Regions from separate parts of the Mus musculus genome. Here region 2 is linked to region 1. The links are chromatin contacts, called in public promoter capture Hi-C maps. All regions are on one chromosome and are shown on one strand. Each heading gives the region's core, a stretch centred on a gene start, on an enhancer-like site or on the middle of the called end of the contact. The rest is flanking DNA. Distances are from core to core; before and after follow the strand shown.

Evidence for each region. Capture Hi-C pulls out chosen DNA fragments and counts their contacts.
Region 2: a contact with region 1 is called in a promoter capture Hi-C map of adipose tissue. The contact joins the promoter of Ascl4 here to the promoter of E230014E18Rik in region 1. A contact is called at or near these places in 4 of 39 promoter capture datasets (hippocampal neurons, liver and pre-B cells) and 1 of 9 other capture datasets (adipose tissue).

Annotation. Positions count from the first base shown.
Region 1 is chr10:84,514,793-84,521,303 of GRCm38.p6, reverse strand. It overlaps E230014E18Rik (a long non-coding RNA gene), which reads right to left and starts at 3,601. Exons shown (of 2, transcript XR_003948929.1): 1 at 3,215-3,601; 2 at 1-630. Gm34405 (a long non-coding RNA gene) reads left to right here and starts at 3,642. Exons shown (of 4, transcript XR_380642.4): 1 at 3,642-4,988; 2 at 5,494-5,622.
Region 2 is chr10:85,924,311-85,930,821 of GRCm38.p6, reverse strand. Ascl4 (achaete-scute family bHLH transcription factor 4) reads right to left here and starts at 3,420. Exons shown (of 1, transcript NM_001163614.2): 1 at 1,173-3,420. The coding sequence starts at 2,331. The coding sequence ends at 1,897.

The DNA.
Region 1 (6,511 bases), core at 2,352-4,851:
GTGTGGAGGGGACAGGGGTGGGGGGACATACAGAGGGTCAGGAAATTGAATGAGGTGAGTGGCAGTTGGGGATGGGGAACTGGGGGTAGCCACAAGAAAGTCCCAGATGCCAGGAAAGCAAGAGGCTCCCAGAACCTAACGGGGTTGACATTAGCTGAAATACCCAACAAAGGGGCGAGAGAACCCGTAGAGACCATATGCAGAGGTTAGGTACGGCCCCCAATTGAGGAATGGGGCCACCCACCCATCTCAAAAAATTTAAACCAGAATTGTTTCTGGCTAAAGAAAATGCAGGAACAAAGAGTGGAGCAGAGACTGAAGGAAAGGCCATCCAGAGGCTGCCCCACCTGGGGATCCATCCCACATGCAGACACCAAACCCAGACACTATTGCTGATGCCAAGAAGTTCTTGTTAGCAGGAGCCTGGTATGGCTGTCCCCTGAGAGGCTCTGCCAGAGCCTGACCAATACAGATGCGGATGCTCGCAGATCTCCATTTCCAGTCGGTCTCTGTCATTGTTCTATTGATGGCTTGGGGCTCTCAGTTTGCGAAGCACTGGACCGGATAATTTCTAAGTTACAAATCCAAGGGCAAAATTATACTTGTATGGCGCTAGGCATTTATTTCCACCTATGGGGAACAAATATGGAAGGAGGTAGCTATAGGTTAAAAGATATAAGATATATATATAAGCCCCAACTCAGTAATTTTTACAAGAATTATGATGAGCAAATACACTAAGCCAGCATACATGGTGCAACGTCATTTCCTGTTCTTTTTAGAGATTTATTTATATTTTTAAATCTTATGTATGCGAATCATTTGCCTGCATACGTTTATATAGATCATATGGGCGGCTGGTGCCAGTGGAAGTCAAGAGAAGGAAGGCTTTGGATAGCCGGGATCTGGAGTCATGGATGGCTGTGAGCTGCCGCGCCCATGCTAGGAATGGAACCTGGGTCCTCAGCAAGAGCAACACTTGCTCTTACCTGCTGAGTCATCTCTCCAGCCCCCCACCCCTTTTTTTATGTGTATGTGTCTGTATCGTTTGATATCTGCATAGTATTCCTCCCCACAACTCTGTGCAGGCCAGGCTTCTAAAGACGATGATCAGGTTTTCCACTGATACCCAGAGGCCCTTCTTCCATTCACCTCACTTGTTAGCAGATCCAAGTTCTCATCCCCCATTTCTAAATGGAGGATCAGGAATCCTCACAACAGTTAAGCCAAAGCTCAGGAGTTCCAAGATTCCCACCTCTTTCCTTCCCGTGCTGGGTAGTTTTATATCCACTGGACACAAGCTACAGTCATCAGAAAGGAGGGAGCCTCGTTTGAAAAAAATGCTTCCATAAGATCAGACTGTAGGCAAATCTGTAGGGCATTTTCTTAGTGATTGATGGGGTGGGGCAGCTCATTGTGGGTGGTTGCCACACCACCTCCAGTAGGAGCTGTGTGACAGACCAAGGTGATCAACCTCAAAAGGAGGAGGCCTCCTGGAACCGGTTGTGGAACTCTTCGCCGGAGAAAAAAATATTGAGCCGTAGTTCTTATGACAATCTATCTGTTTTGTTTTCTCTTATTCCTTTTCTTATTTACACGTTCCTGGCAGCCTAGGCCAAGATCTTAAGTGAGAATAATGGGTAAGAAACCATCCCTAGAGATGGGGGTCACTAACATGACCTTATCCCCAGGGAAACCAACGCTTTACTTTCTAAATCATTTACAAAGCTATTATGATAGATAAAAACTTTCCCAACAATAAAATCTCATATGGATACATGTGTGTCATCAGAGATGGATTTTGGTATATGGTAAAGAAAGCCTTAATTAGAAAGAATTACAATAGTTTAAATTTATACATTGAAGATTTATAAAAAAATCAGGCACTGGATATTAAATAATAATTGACCATGGGGCTGGAAAGTTAGTTCAGTGGTTAAGGGCACTGACCGTTAAAGATTTATTAACCTGCTCCTGGAAATATGCCACAAGCCTTGGATGACAGCGCCCACTGAATACATCCTTTTAGAATTGTTATATTTTGATGATTTATAATGATGTTACCTGTTTTGTTTGTGGTTCACTAAATACATAGTTTCAGAGTTGTAATGCTTGGATAACTTTTGTGCTTTACTGTGCCAAATGATTTTTTTTTGGTATCTGTGATTGTTTCATTGGATATAGTTTCTAAGAGATGTAATGTTTGGTTTTTTAATATATAAAATCCCCTGCTTGGGAGCTGCAAAATACACTCAGATTCAAACTGCCTCTATGTTTCTGTTTGTCACTGCCAAACTCTTACCCACCTAGCTTTGAGGACCCTCATTCCAGGGACCCCATACCCAAATGGGGTGGTCCATGGCAGGTGGTACCATTCCTGGCCTGGTAGCCCTGGGTTCTATAAGAAAGCAGGTTGACCTGGAACTCACTCTGTAGACCAGGCTGGCCTCGAACTCAGAAATCCACCTGCCTCTGCCTCCCAAGTGCTGGGATTAAAGGCATGCGCCACCACTGCCCAGCCAAGACTACACAGAGAAACCCTGTCTCAAAAAAGAAAAAGAAAAAGAAAAAGAAAAAGAAAAGAAAGAAAGGAAGAAAAAAAGAAAAGAAAGCAGGCTGAGCAAGCCATACAGAGCAAGCCAGTAAGCAGGACCCCTCCACGGCCCCTGCATCAGCTCCTGCCTCCAGGTTCCTGCCCTGTCTGAGTTCCTGCCCTCACTGCTTTTGACGATGTACAGTTGATACAGAACTGTGATTGAAATAAATCCTTTTCTTCCCATTTGCTTTTTGACCGTGGTGTTTTATCATAGCAATGCTCACCCTAACTAGGACACTCTCCCTTTCCACATCACGGGGGATAAAGCCTTAACACACCACCACCCTCTCTTCCCAGCCTCCTCTTTACCCCCATAACTGGGGATCGGAGGCTAATCACCAGCAGCCTGGTTCATGGCTCATGATACTGCGGAACACCACTCTGCTGCACATGAAGGAGACAGACAGCAAGACAGATGGAGTCCTGCCTTCACTGTAATCCTGGTCCAGTGGGGAAACAGGAAATGGCCGGAAGAAATGAAGACAGGTGTTTGTGCCTCACTGCCCTTCCTGTCTCTGGCTTGTCTTTGGGGACTCCCCCATAGATCACAAGCACAGCCTTTCCCAAGTGTCTGTCTGTCTGTCTGTGTCCCCTTCCCACTATATCTTCCATGCCTACCTCTGGCTGGCTCCTGCCATCAGCTCCTGGGGATCTCATGAGGCTGTTTTCCTCTGTTATGACATCTCCAGCATCTTCCTCCTTTCCTAATCAGACTGCTCCATCTCTGAACCTGAACCCTAAGCCGACTTGAATGCTCCACCCAGGACCCCACCCTCCAGGCTGCTGGTCGGAAAGCCTCTTCCCTCTGTGCTACAATGGCTTGCATGACTGCTTTCTTGCTGGATGGCACCCTCCGTGTTTGGGTCTTTCATCTCTGTATCTGCAGAGAAGTTACCATGCTTGGTTCTAGGAGGCGTACCAAGTAACTAACACTTCCTGAGTACTGAGTATGCACAGTCATTCTTCTAAAGGCTTTATGACAGCCACACAGGGAGGCACTATGTTTAGCAACCCACCCTGCCCCACCCTGCCCCGTTTCTTGATAGGTGAAGGCTCCAAGGAGGCTAAGTACTTTGTTCAGAACATTTCCTGGTCATAGTAAGTGGTGAACCAAGTCCCCCCCTCCCAATGATGTGCTATAAAAATGGAAGACTGAAAGCAAAACTCTATTCACCTATGTATTTTTCAGTTAGTGAGTACATCAGTGTCTAACTGTGCTGTGCTAAGCAAAGAACACTTGTATTTACTTAGAGCTCTATAAGAAAGCAGGCTGAGCTTACTTGGAGCTCTACGTGTGTGTGTGTGTCTGTGTGCATCTGACACATGTCCAGGCCTTCAGAGGTCCGAATAAGGTGTCAGATTCCCTGGAATTGGAGCTGTGGATAGTTGTGACCTGTCCAACATAGGTGCTGGCAATGGAACCTGGGTCCTCTGCAAGAGCAGCAAGTGTTCCTAACAGCCGAGCAGCCGAGCCATCTCTCCAGCCCTTAATTAACTCCATGACCCTTTTTGTATGTGAGGGAAATTTCCCAGTTAAAGGGTGTGTGATTGTGTGTGTGTGTGATTGTGTGTGTGTGTGTGTGTGTGTGTGTGTGTGTGGTGTTGCAGGATCTTACTATGCAGCCTCAGGCTGGTCTTGAACTAACAGTATTCTCCTGCCTCAGACTGGTCCTGGGATCAAAGGAGCATATCAAGACAGTTGGCCCTATGGTCACTTTTTGTAAGGAGAAGAAACACAGGGAGAAAACTCACGCATCAGACATACGATAGTGTAAATCAGAAAGCCCATGATAACCGACTCACCACCAGTCCCTGTGGGCCTGTAATCACGATCAATCAACGTGAATAATTCTGATAGGGACAGACCATGCAACAAACAGGCCTTGCATAGTAAAGATTAAAGGGGCTCAAATTAAACCTTCGTCTTTTTTTTTTCCCCAGATGGGGAGACAGCCTCAGAGAGAGGAAGTTGTTCACCCAAACTGCTCAGACCAACTGGTTCAGGAGACAAGACAGGGCCTTGTTCCTCCTCCCTGGTTACTTGTCTTGGCCCCGTGCCAGCCTAAGTAACGATTGGAAGCGCCGGGCAGCAAGTGAAGGATCAGAGCTGCTGCAAAAGGTGTGGCACTTCCTCTAGGCTGTGCCAGGCGAGCGTGTTGGTTCCTGACACCCTGAGCAAGGCCGATTGGGCAATGGGCCTGTGGTGAGGGCAGAGCCACCTGTGCTGGGGTACTTGGTCATGTTCTGTGGAAAGTGATGGTTGCACACTGGGTGCAGCTTCCCCTGTCTTAGGCCATGTGCTCGCATGGAGTCAGTCTTAGAAACACCGATATTTAGAAAGTTCCAACCTCTCATTTTCTTAATTGGCTCTCATGGGGAGAGGAGTTCCGAGGTAGAATTATAAGGTCAGGATGGAGGACACTGGATGAGGGTGCTGGTCTGACAGGCTGTGCTGCTCTGGGTAACTTGCCCCTTTTCTGAGCTCCACAGTCTTTCTCACCTTCAACTCTCCTTGACTCTGTAGCCTGTCCTGATTCTTGGGGAACTTCCTGAGGGTAGGACTGGGGAGGAGGGCTGGAGGGCTGGGGAGAATGGAGGAGGGCTGGGGAGGATGGAGGAGGGCTGGAGGGCTGGGGAGAATGGAGGAGGGCTGGGGAGGATGGAGGAGGGCTGGAGGGCTGGGGAGAATGGAGGAGGGCTGGGGAGGATGGAGGAGGGCTGGGGAGGAGGGCTGGAGGGTTGGGGAGAATGGAGGAGGGCTGGGGAGGAGGGCTGGAGGGTTGGGGAGAATGGAGGAGGGCTGTATAGGTGAGGAGGAGGGGTAGAGATTGGCCGTATCCCTGGGGGTGGGGGGAGGTGAGTGGCTTTTGTCTGAACCAAGCCTCTGTTCCCACCAGAGACTGACACACAGCACCCCCTTACTTATTGATATGAAGTGGACGAAGTCTCTTCACCTTGAGATGGTACAGACCCATCAGGAAAAAAATCCAAGGCTGCTCAAGCTACTGAATTTTTTCTGTTAGGAGGTATGTGGTTCAGCATCAGGGGAGAATGTGGTGCCATCTAGTGTCTGATCCTGGGATCACAGGAATGGTATGATTTAAACTCTGGTGTGAGCTAGGGCATCATTACATACAGCCCCAAGGCTACTATTTGAAGAGACCTACACGTGCACTTTTCTGTGCTATAAACACCTTTACAGCACACACACACACACACACACACACACACACACACACACACACACACCCCTAATTAGTTCCCTTTGAGAACCTAATGATGAAGAGGTCTGTTCATATGAATCTTTGGAACATTGGCTCTAAGGAGCTTTCTTCTTCCCCAATCCATCTAGCCTGGAAGGTCAGGCAGAGAGACTTTTAGACCGGTAAGCCAAATTGGGATATTAGTATTCGGTGATAACCTCTCAAATTGTGCATGTGTTAAATGTCACACCCTGGGTGGGACACATGTTGTACAGCTCAGGGGATTGGCCAGGGGAATGGGTTGTCTCTGATAAAAAATTTGTTTCCTAAAATGCACCCGGGATCCGAGCCTTCAAGCTCATCCTGTGTACCCCATATTGGCAGTTAGGAAATTGGGTTCTGTGTTCAAACTCCAGCCACACCCCTACCAATCTGTCTGCCCGTGGAAACACTTCTTGTATTCTATGCCTGGGTCTCCCCACTTAACAAATGGATGTGAAGCCGGCGACACCTACTTACTTCATGGCGTTGGTGTAAGGTTTGAAGTACTTTCAAATCTTTCCACTTGGGACGTAACAATTGGCCACAGTGCTGGGAATGCTGGGAGCTGGGGAAACAAAGCTTGTAGCAAACTGTCGCCTCTAGAGTCCATGGCTCCCACCCACTCACTCTCACTGATCTCTTAACCCATTTAGGTCTCTGGCTCCTGAAG
Region 2 (6,511 bases), core at 2,171-4,670, 1.4 Mb before region 1:
AGGGGGTTGGTTTGTTTTTAGACGGAGTTTCTGTCTTTCTTTCTTTCTTTTTTTTTTTTTTTTTTTTTTTTGATTTTTGTTTTTCGAGACAGGGTTTCTCTGTGTAGCCCTGGCTGTCCTGGAACTCACTTCGTAGACCAGGCTGGCCTCGAACTCAGAAATCCGCCTGCCTCTGCCTCCTGAGTGCTAGGATTAAAGGTGTGTGCCACCAGGCCCATCTGGACAGAGTTTCATCACGTGGAACTGGCTATGTAGACCTCTCTGGCCTTGCATTTAGCAAGATCCTCCTGCCTCTATTCCCCACGTGCTGGGACTAAAGGTGGGCACCACCATGCTCAGCTCAAGAGAAAGGATACACTCTGTTTTAAATTTTAAGCAAAATGCATGTGTAACACCCAGGCCACAAATATTTGAGAATCAAACAAGACAGAATTGAAAGATTAACAGCGTTCTAATAAGGAAAAGATAGGCGCTGAATCACGAGGCAGGCAGGAAGGGGCCTTGTGAGGAGATGGCGCCTAGAGAGTGCTCACCAAAGTCCGTGCTCCTCCACTCCATCCCTCTCAAGCCAAGCTTCCTCTAAAGAAAGGGAATTCACGAGATTAGAAGGTGAGTATGGCTGGGGCATAGCCCAGTGGGAGGGCACTTACCTAGCATGTATTAAGCCTGTGGTTCAATTGCCACCACCACAGAAGGGGTAGATGGGTGGGGTCAGGAGCTTTAGAAATCAGTTTACAGCCGGGGGCGTGGTGGTGCACGCCTTTAATCCCAGCACTCGGGAGGCAGAGGCAGGCGGGTTTCTGAGTTCGAGGCCAGCCTGGTCTACAAAGTGAGTTCCAGGACAGTCAGGGCTACACAGAGAAACCCTGACTCGAAAAACCAAAAAAAAAAAAAAAAAAAAAGAAAAAAAAGAAAGAAATCAGTTTACCGTCAGATGTCAACAAGCATCTAGTGGTTTTACAGAATTCATAACTGTTTTGGTGAGGTAGAAGGAATGACCATAGTTAAATATTCAACACGCTAGAAAGCTTTCAAAGACAAATGGCTCGGACATGTAGCAAGTTCAACCCAACCCCATCGTCCATAGCTCTCTCCATTCAGCTCAAATGCCAAAAGGCACCGTGCATATTTGCTTTCCATTTGTCAAGTCAGTGTCAAACACCAAAAGGCACTAAGCATACTTGCTTTTTTATTTTTTCCAAGCAAAGGTTAGACGGGATGAGAACTGTACAGGGGAACACATAGACAAAAGGGCAAGAGAAACAGTGGGCAGAAACCGGGAGAGAAGATGGCCATTCAGAGCTCCTCCAAAAAGATCATTAACTTCGCGGCACTTTATTAGCTGCTAAAGTTTCCGATCTACCTCTTGCGGACGAAGCAAGATAGGTCAAGCATTGTCCTTTTTAGCACAGCGACGTTCAGGTCCAGCAGATGCTCCACAAATGTCTTATGGAGTGTCCTACCCTCAGTGAGGTGTTGAGATTTCCAGTGCATTTCCCAATTGGAAGGAATGAGTGAGAATGTTCCTCTCGCGTGAAGGACTGTCTCGTGTGTGTGTGTGTGTGTGTGTGTGTGTGTGTGTGTTTCTTCTCTGGCTAAGGTTTCTTAAAGTCCTTTGTGTTTTTAAAATCACCGCATAGATTTGAGATGGCCCTTCTGTGCTTCAAAAATACGAGAATTGAGTTTCCTTAAGCATTTTTAAGCTGCAAACTCGGAACCAATGAAGGTGAAAGGGGACAAAAAAAAAAAAAAAAAAAAAAAACCAAACTCTCTAAACATTCAATTACCTTTCTTTCCTAGATCCAGAAGCACTTAGTTGTTTTCTGGTTTTTGGTTTTGTTTTAAAGATCTAGGCCCGGAGAAGCAACCATGAAAGCCCAGTGGGCTAGGATGCTGCTAGCTACGCTCCTCAGACTCGCTGCAGGGCGAGGCTCCGGAGGATGCTTTGGACTCGCCATCGCTGTTGCAGTCCGGCCGGTGGCGCTCCAGCAGCTCCTGCAGTTGCTTGATGTAGCTGATGGCGGCGCGCAGCGTCTCCACCTTGCTGAGCCGCTGGCCCGCCAGCTCGCGCGGCAGGTGCTGGCGGAGGCGCGCGTAGCCCTCGTTCACACAGCGCACGCGCTGCCGCTCGCGCTCGTTGCGTTGGCGCAAAAAGGCGGGCTCGGCGACGCCCCCAAGCGGCAGGGACGAGTACGGCCGTCTCCGCGCGCAGTCCGCGGCATCCTGGCGCACCGAGACCCTGCAGGGCTCCCTCCCGGGCAGCGCGCCCAGCGGCGCTGTACGTAGCGCGGACGGCAGGGCAAGCAGTCCGGCCGATCTGCGTTTTTCCATTCTCTGCGAAAAAGCACGCAGATGACTCTCTCACCTTGAAGACGAGACTGGAAGCTGTCGTAGCGGAGATTCTGGTCCATCCAGACTTCCCGGTCTGTCTCTGGAGAAGTTTCTAGGTCCAGAAGTTAGGTACCTGAGCACACTTGGAGTGAACTTTGCATGATTTCCGAAGCAGGTTGCTCTTCTTGGGTCTTTATAAAGCTTCAGAGAAGAAGGGGCAAAGATAGAGGGCTCGCCTCATCAACGCTTGTATCCATGTGCTTCCTCTGATCTTAGTTTAAGAGTTAACATAGGGTTCCCAGCCTGGATAGACGGTCGCACTCTAAGCAGATTGATCTTTCAAAGCTGCCCAATTGTTGTAATTCACTCCTTGGGTCAGCAAGTGTGGCTATCCGGGAGCCCGAACTTGTTCAGGAATTGAGCAGAGAGCCTCCCCAGGCACTGGCTGATCGGCTGGCCAACAGAGCGAAAGTTTACTCCGGCGTTCTCCTTGAAAATCCAAACTTGACTGCCCTTTGTGGTTTCCGGCGTTCAGGTCTGATGGAAAGAGCTTTCAGAGTGTTTGCAAACATACCTCTCTGCTCTTTCATTTCTGGGGAGGTGGAGAAGAAGCGCTCATCAAAGGGAAGACTGCTCTCTTGTGGTTAGACGATGTGTCAAGTCCTCCTTGGACCTCCGGGGAAGCCCGAGGTTTTCTTCTGCGAAATAGAATCTTTAAAAACCAAATTAGACACTTTTCAAAGGAATCAAGAACAAAATATATGTACTTTAGCATCGAATGTAAGGATCCGCACATTGTGTTCTAAGGTATGTTTAACGCGGGGCCCTTTGTGCTTCTGCTGCTCTGTAAAAACACATCAAAAGCCCGAACAGTAACAAACACTTTTAGCCAGTTATTTCTCGGAGTGCTTACTGTAAACACACCTTTAGTCCTGCCTCCCAACCTCTTCTAATCCCACTCAGGATATAACAATATCTTCCCATAGCACGAAGTATTTTCCTATTGTACTCATCATTAAGTTTATTTCCTCCCCAGAGGACTGGAAAACAACATTTGAAAAGAAGAGAGCCCCAATCCCAAGGAGAAAGGATTTGGCTTTGAAGGCTTGTCTTTTTAACACTCAGGGCCCCGCCCCCCCCTCCCCCCCCCCCCCCCCCGCACCACCACCACACACACAAATGAATAATTAATCCATCTGTGCTGGTAAAGGGCTTTGAAGATGAAAGTGTCATTAAAAATCCAACTATACTGGTTAATGTCAAAGAGTGTTATCGCATGGAAAAATCAGATTTCCTGCAAACCAACACATTAAAGGCATCTTCTACTTGAAAAGTCCAACTTAAAAACGAGAGGCAAAACCCCCTGAATTTACAACCAGACTTGACTCTTTTCTGGAAGCTAGGGTGTTGCCCTAACATGTTGGGTTTTTTTTTTCTTTTTTCTTTTTTTTAAAGGAGCCCTCTGCTTCTATATTTACTAAAGTTTACAGTCTAACTGATCAGCCTGAAGCAATTGGAAATTTGCATCGAGGCAAATGAAATAGAAATAATTATTCCTTTTCGGTATCAGTTGTCCCATGTTAGATGTAGCTCCCTATGGGCTTATACTGGCAAACAACTCCCTGTGGCACCATGAGTTCTTACGTCATCACTTTTGCACTAGTTGAGAAAGCATTCCTATTCGCCAGGGTAGACTCCCAGACCATGAGTTCCTTCATAGGGCCAGGTCAAAGATTTTGAACTTCCTTGCTAAGAGTGACAAGAGAAAATGAGATAATTGAAAACGAACATGACATAGATCTGTTTTTATTTCCCAGATTGACAACAAATAAAAAAGCCTGCAAGTGGGGGTTGGGGGAAGAGGAAAAAAAAAAAAGAAAAAGCTTGCAAGTCAGGTGTGGGGGTGCACACCCTTTTATTCTAGCCCTGGAGAGACAGAGGCAGGCCAGCCTGGTTAACATAACAAGTTCTAAGCCAGTCAGGATTGTTTTTTATATTAAAATAAAATAAAATAAAATAAAATAAAATAAAATAAAAGCAGATAAAGGCTGACTAACAACTGCCCGTGTTGAGGACTTGTAGGAGGGTGGAAGCATAAATCACTCAAGTGTTTGGGGAAGGAATGATTATAATTCACAGCATATTTATTATGCCACCGCCTTTGATCCACAGAAAGAAATGCATCACTACAGGTTTATACGTAACTACAGACACACACCAAGCACAGCATTTGTAGTGAGTTAAAAAGGAGACCAGGGGTGTGCCTGGGGCTGCTTACCTATACAATCCCAGCTCTGTTGGGCTGCTTACCTATACAATCCCAGCTCTGTTGGGCTGCTTACCTATACAATCCCAGCTCTGTTGGGAGCCTTGGCAGGATGGCTGCAAGTTCAAGGCCTGCATAATGCTACCTGTAGATGTGCATTCCGGGCTGACCATGAGGTGTTGGATAACCAGTTGGTGTGCTTTTCTCTGGGGGAAGATTATGTCTCATCCTTAGTAGCCTGTAGTTCCCTGGGGAGGGCTGGGGCTTCAGGGGCTTTCCCTGTCCACAGTAGTGTGTCTATTGCTGTTGCTTTCCCCTATAGACACAGTAGTGTGTCTATTGCTGTTGCTTTCCCCTATAGACACAGTAGTGTGTCTATTGCTGTTGCTTTCCCCTATAGACACAGTAGTGTGTCTATTGCTGTTTGCCCTTGTTCTGCTCGTACTTAGACAGCTGTGTTAGCGAGTCTGACTTATGTGTTGAAGAATATATATGTTTATAATATCCATATATGTATGTTTCAACAATTAATAAAAAAAAAGAGACCATAAATTTGAAAAAGTTTGAGGAGGAGGTATATATGGGAAGGTTTGGAGGGAGGGAAGGAAAGGGGGAATTGGTGTGACTATATTATAATCTCAAGAAAAATATAAAAGAAATAACTGCAATTTCAAAAGTAAAATAAATCTTAAAAAGAAAAGAATGTTCAAGGCCTGCCTGGGCTGCAGAGTGAGTCAAAGCCAGAGAGGGCAGCCTGTGAGACTGTGTCCCAAAGCCAGTCAAGGTGGCCTGTGAGACTGTCCCAAAGTCAGTCAGGGCGGCCTGTGAGACTGTGTCTAAAAAGACAAAATAAAAAGAGGATGGTGCGCCGGGCGTGGTGGCACACACCTTTATCCCAGCACTTGGGAGGCAGAGGCAGGCAGATTTCTGAGTATGAGGTCAGCCTGGTCTACAAAGTGAGTTCCAGGACAGCCAGGGCTATACAGAGAATCCCTGTCTCGAAAAAAATAAATAAATAAAAATAAAAATAAAAAGAGGATGGTGTATGGTGGTGGTGCACACCTTTGATACCAGCACCCAGGAAGCAGAGGCAGGTGGATATCTAGGAGTTCAAGGCCAACCTGGTCTATGAGTGAGTTCCAGTACAGCCAAGGCTATCCTGTGTTGAAAAACAAACAAACAAACAAACAAACAAACAAACAAACAGTAAAGAGTTGGAGTTATCCTTAGGTTCTGTTCCAAGGAAGTAGGGTGAAGAGGACACAGGACACAGTCTGAATACTTCTCCATAAAGAAAAGACTAATACAGATTTCATGTTATTATTAAAAGTAACATAGGTATTTTTACATATGCAATGTGTAAGTACTTACAGAAATATAAAAAATGTTTAACACAACAAGGCAAAAAAAAAAAGAGAAAATTTCAGACCAATGTTTGCAATAGAAACATGAAACAATTTTACATGATTTATTCATTTTTGTTTCTGCTTTTGAAACAGGATCTCACTCTGTAGCCCAGGCTGGCCTCTAATTCAAGCTCTTCCTGCCTCAGCCCCTTGACTGCTGGCGTAACACCATGACAGGTGTCATCTATGCCTTCAGGTGTTTGTGCAGACATGGAAAATGAAGTGGAAAGATGTATACTAAAATTTTGTTGTTGATTGCCTAGAGAGTATGTCACTGGGTATAGAAGTGTGATCATTGTCCTTCATCGATCTCACTACTGTTCACTTATTACAAATATCATGTGCTTTATATTTTCAATCTAATGAAAGAATAAAGAGGAAATGTTCATAGCACATAAATGATACACTGACTTGAGCCAGACCTACAGATCTATTATTAGTATTCAAGGCTATTGGACCAAGTTTCCTTATGAATTCTTTCTCTGGGTAATGTGGTATAGTTGTTTCC